Regions from separate parts of the Mus musculus genome. Here region 1 is linked to region 2. A link is a contact called in public Hi-C data. All regions are on one chromosome and are shown on one strand. The core of a region is the stretch at or near the end of the contact, and the rest is flanking DNA. Distances in the headings are between cores, read along the strand shown. Region 1 overlaps Niban1 (niban apoptosis regulator 1). Region 2 has its middle 15 kb from the start of Gm36297.

Region 1 (2,700 bases), core at 76-2,575, 660 kb after region 2:
TGCAGAATGATCGCACCAGGAATTACCGATTCTATTCCCTTAAACATTTTTCATTTCTGTGTGTTATGAGCTCTTTGGGCTCATTATAAAACATGTGATAGATTGCGGTAAGCCATAGTTTCCCTCCGGTGCTGGGCTCTCATTTCTTAATGTGCATATTCACATGTATGATTGTACAAAACCAAGATCATTTAATAAATGTTTTGATGCTTCTTATTACATCTCTGTGTTCATGTGTGTGTGCACATGTTTATATGGGGGTGTGTGCATGTGTGGTTTGTGTATGTGTGGGGTTGGGGCATGTATGTGTATGTATGTGTGGGGTTTAGGGCATGTATATTTATGTGTATGCATATGCAGACACTTGTGTATGTGTGTATGTATGTATGTATGTATGTATACACATGTGTCTTTTACCTTGCCTTTCTTCCTCTTTGTTTTCTGGCAACACTCTCTTCTCCGCAAATAACCATTATCACCAATTTGGCTTGTGCTATGCTGCGCTTTCCCTCTCTTAGGAGATATATAAAACACACACATTTCACAGCTGTTGTCTTCCATTGCTTGCTTTTAGAAAAATATAGTTATTTTATATACCATGATGTTTATCAGATTTCTTCCTCACAATGATTTCATGAAACTGTCTCCAAGGTAACTGTCCTAGTTCTAAATCACTTTGTGTAATGACAGCATAATATTTCATGTTTAGAAATGCTGTGATTTATTCAGCCATCCTAACATTGCTGACAGCATGAGCAGAGTCATAATAAATAACCTCGTACCTACATTTTACTGTATTATTGATACATGTGTATGTGTATACACGCACAGTCCTTACATCTTGATGCTTTTATTTCAGTGGGATAGAGTCCTAGGTTAAAAGATATATTTCTATGTTAACATATGTTTCAGTTAAAGTTTAAAGGAATTTTAAATTTTGCATTATACTGATTTGTTTGTGGCAGGGAGCCTTCTCCCCATGTTACCCTCTGTGATGGTGGCTGTCACTTATTTAAACCTCAACAATCTGATGAAGGTGAAGCAAGCTTTCCTCTCTTGCCTATTCAATGAATTATTTCTAAGTAATACATTCCTGGCTCAGCAGTTAAGTCTACCTGCTGCTCTTCCAGAGGACACAAATTTGATTCCCAGCTCCAGGTCAGGGGCCTCAGGACCAACTGTAACAACCCCCTCCCCCTCAGGGGATCCAACGCCCTCTTCTGGCCCTCATGTGTACTACATTCACATGCTGTACTCTTAACACACAGAGATACTCAGTATTAAAAAGAAACCTTTGAAAAAGGAAGTGATACTATGTACAATTGTAGGATGAAAGCAACTGCAACAATGTTTCCTTTCTCCCTGTTTAGTCTTTAGTTCCTCTTCAGCAGACCTCTCCATTGCTTACTTCTTAAAGTGAATACTTTCCCCTTTTCAAGCACAATGGGATGGGCCCTTGGAAAATTCATGCCAGATACATGTCAGACAGATTCATGTCAGATACAGATATGTCCTGTGTCACTCACACCTACCTGCCTTGTGCACAGCTTCTCTTGAGAGCTTTCATTATCAGCAATTTTTTTCCTGTCTTTACCCATTCTCCTGTCTAAGCTTACAGTGTGCGAAACCATTTGCAACTAAGCTTAGAATATGAAACAAGTTTCTACCCCTTGGAGAACCTTTTGCAGGCTCACGGACTGAGCAGCAGTTCTCACAGCCTGTCTAGCTGGTCCTTGACCTCAGGAAGCAGGGACTTACAGGCTACTGAGGACTTAAGGAGCTGGGAGCCCCGGCTTGAGCTGCCCCAGAGAACCACAGAAAGAAGACATTGAAGATGCCTCGGATAAAGTGGTCCAAGCAGTAATTAATACTCATAGCGTACACTTGATTGTTTCACAACACTAGTATGTCATATGGAGAAAAGATCCCTAAGTCTAAGGCAGTTTGCTTTTCTTCTCTACCAAAATGCAGGGCCTACAGCAGCTAATGAAGCTTCCTCTGGATTCTGTGAAGATGGAGCCTTGCTATACTAAAGTCACCCTGCTTCCAGAGCGCCTGCTGGACCTCCAGAGCCGCTTCAGGTTCCCTCACGTTGACCTGGTGGTCCAGAGGACTCAGAACTACATGCAAGAGGTGGGAGCAGAGTCCAGGGAGGGTGAGGCTGAGGAAGAGGCTGAGGCAAGAAAGGAGGGAAGAGAGAGGGCGAGAAGGATAAATGCATGCTGGTGGGTGTGTCCATGGTGCTCTTCAGCTCAGGAAAGTGAGGCGGGAGTCAGGTTGACAGAGGACACACACTGTTCTTCAAGCTGGCTTTATCTCGCCTTAGAAAATAAGAGTCTGGGAAGATAAGGTAGCATTAACTAGTAATTATCTGATGGTTGAGTCAGGGCTGCAAACTTTGGCTACAGATGAGAAACACATGGGGAAAATTTAAAAACTACTAATGTGCTACCCCACTCCAGGTGAGTGAGTGTGTGTGTGTGTGTGTGTGTGTGTGTGTGTGTGTGTGTGTGTGTGATATCTGAAATTCTCAGCATACTCTAGCCCTATTCCGGTGTTTCTAATCTGCAACCAGGATCTAGAGACAATGGTTGAATTCTCCACCTTGTTATAAGAGAACCCATGACAGTTTCATATTGGATTTTTATTTTTTTAAATTTATTCTATTATGTGTACATCTGTGCACACCTGCTTGTCTGT
Region 2 (2,700 bases), core at 50-2,549:
CGGCTTCCCATGTTGTGTACTTTATAAGTCTTCAAACACACGTATGTCTGTCTTATTCAATTATGAATTTACATTGTAAATACTTGATGAAATGAACACCATTTGAGACCTCTATGACAGGGACTAATCCCAGGAATAGAGGTGCTTTACAGTGATGAATGAGATTGTCACTTCGAGATTTTGAAACATACATGGTAGAAAATAAAACTGTTTATCCCGTCAAAGCAGAAAGGATTCAGAGAGCCTGCATTCATAATTGATTTTCCGAAGATTAAAAGATGTGGAGGAGATAAATCTTAAGCTCTCCTTTCACATACTGGAAACTGAGCCGTGAGAGCAGGCACTGGGTGTACTAGCCACGTCGCCTCATATCTGTACCAGCTTTCTCATGGTGATGGGTGTGAACTCATTGGGCACTGGCTGCATTCTGGGCTGGGAGGGGTCTTTTACACTATTTACAACAGACCTCTAAGATAGAGCCAAGGTACCTATATAATTATATACTGCAATGTATACCCAAGTCAGTCTTGTTTGCAGGTTTCTGATGTTAGTTTCATGATGACACACTTTCTTTAACAAAGCCCAGCAGCCTAAGTTCCAATAAGTCAAACACCCAGCAGCCTAAGTTCCAATAAATCAAACATGAACTGCACTTCCCCCTTCAAACGACAATTCCGGAGTTTCATGACTAAAGCCAGAGTTAGTTCTGCTTAAATTTCGAAATCGATCTTTGTTTTTGTTTTTTGTTTTTGTTTTTGTTTTGTTTTGTTTTCCCCTCTCTTTTGTTGAAGGAGAGGGAAACAGACGCCACTTGCTTCAACGTCTCCTTAAACCAAGATTTCGTATTAGTTGACAGCACATCCAGTTATGTCCCCAGAGTTCCCTGCCACCATCCCTTCCCACTGAGCACTTTGGTGGAGCACTGTCGAGGTACCTGATTTCAAGTGGGAAGCAGCCTAAATAATAAGAGTGAAGCAGAGAGACAGTGAAGGAGTTCAGCCTCTCAATCAATGACTAACTTCTAAAGCTTTAAACACAACCTAATTTGAAACTCTGTGAGGCATTGTCTCAAATGAAGTCTTAACAGTCATCCTCAACGCTGAAGAGATCTGACAGTGGGAACTTGAAACATTTATCTAGGATTTGGCCAACAAACAGGAATAAAAGACGTCAGAAGGTGCCAAAGCAAAACCCGCACTCAATAACAATAGAAATGTGAGAGGATCCTTAGGAGCTGACTGTCTTGTTCTCACGGGGTGGGGGCGGGGGCAGGGGCGGAGCGGGGCGGGGCGGGCGTTGCAGAGGATATGCTGTTCTTCATTTATCTGGAGCTAATGTTTACTTTGGTCTGTTTTCGCTTCCTCCCCTCTCCCACTTCCTACTAAACATGTCACATTGAACTCCCCTCATGTCAACATTTGAGGGCCTCATTTAGCAGCTACATTGTGTCCACTTCCTGGTGTTACCAAATATATCACTTTTGTCCACTTTGAAAATAAGTTTGAATTAAACACATTTATTAAACTAAGATGGTGCCCGAGCTATCCCCATCCTTACTCCCTCTTCTCACGCTCAACTTTCCAATAAAATCACGGGAAACACCAGCTGCCCCGTGTGATCCTGAACCTGTATCTGGGTTGGCCCCCCTTCCCTCCATCGTCAGTCAGTCAGTCTGTCTGTCTGTCTGTCTGTCTGTCAGCCCCCCTTCCCTCCCCTGTGACTCCATAAAGCCAGAGGACCGACAGGAATGGACATGCCAATTCCGCCCTCTCACCGCCCCCCCCCCCAATCAGCTCTCTTTGGGCAAACTCTGTGGAGTCTGTATTTTCTCCTACTTTTGGCGATTTCCATTGGTTATTCAGGATTCTTATTAATCAGATCTAGGATGTTCAGAATTGACTATTACCTTGTTTTAATATCCCTTTCTTGTTATTATCTGTGTTTTCACGAGGAAAAAAAGGCCTCAATTTTATCTTCTAAGTTTCCCACAAACTTTCTCACCCTACAGTATTTGTAATTTCTAATATATCTTTTTTTTTTTCCTTTAGTTCTTCTTTCACCACAGCAGCTTGGTATCCATGCCCGCCCGCCCCCACTCCCCCACATCACATTATTTTGTCTATATGAAGGTTAGGATGTTAGTTCCTTTTCATCTTCTCTTTGCATCATCTCTAATGAAATCACAAACCTCTGTGGACAGTATTTTAGTCCTTAATGCCTGAGGTCTAGTTTGAATGTTGAAGTCTTTCTTCAATTCTATGACAGAGCATACCTGAAGGCTCCTGGTCCTGTCTCCTCTGTGTTCAAACCCACTGCCGCATTTCCTCTCAGTGACCAGGCAGAATCCATTTCTTAAACCCCTAAACCAGGAAGACACCTTGTAGTTTGCTCAACGCAATTAGTTTGCTCGACTAATTAGTTTGCTCAATGCAATTCAGTAGACATAGCAGTGAGCTGGTTCCATGCGTAGGCAGCAAGAAACCTTGTAAGATTCTGTGTGCGTTCACTGTTACCTCTGCCACTTCCATGACCATGTATATTAGCCTACTGGACAACCAGAAAAAACAGCGTCTCTGTCATTTCAACTAAGTTCTCCCTAGACTATGTGAAGCCCAAAAGCTCCTAAGCACGAGAACAACTCTAGTTAAGGTCAAACACAGCCACTTTGCAGACTACTCTAGGCAAGAGAACACTGTTTTT

The links. A called contact is a pair of places that touch in the nucleus more often than the background predicts.
Region 1: a contact with region 2 is called in a Hi-C map of the G1E-ER4 cell line, with 6 times the contacts expected there. The contact joins two enhancer-like sites. A contact is called at or near these places in 1 of 39 promoter capture datasets (the C10 cell line), 2 of 15 datasets of contacts at CTCF or cohesin (embryonic stem cells and pro-B cells), 18 of 484 Hi-C or Micro-C datasets (the Ba/F3 cell line, CD4 T cells, the G1E-ER4 cell line and 10 more) and 1 of 9 other capture datasets (embryonic stem cells).

Annotation. Positions count from the first base shown.
Region 1 is chr1:151,701,731-151,704,430 of GRCm38.p6, forward strand. Niban1 (niban apoptosis regulator 1) reads left to right here. Exons shown (of 14, transcript NM_022018.3): 10 at 1,972-2,133. Among named protein-coding and RNA genes, the nearest start is that of Gm41969, 34 kb to the right of the region's middle. Within about 2 kb of position 1,326, at least 16 of the 459 cell types and tissues checked have an H3K27ac peak or open chromatin away from gene starts, as enhancers often do. A contact at or near this core is called in the G1E-ER4 cell line, where this site is marked.
Region 2 is chr1:151,039,847-151,042,546 of GRCm38.p6, forward strand. No RefSeq gene overlaps it. Among named protein-coding and RNA genes, the nearest start is that of Gm36297, 15 kb to the right of the region's middle. Within about 2 kb of position 1,300, at least 24 of the 459 cell types and tissues checked have an H3K27ac peak or open chromatin away from gene starts, as enhancers often do. A contact at or near this core is called in the G1E-ER4 cell line, where this site is marked.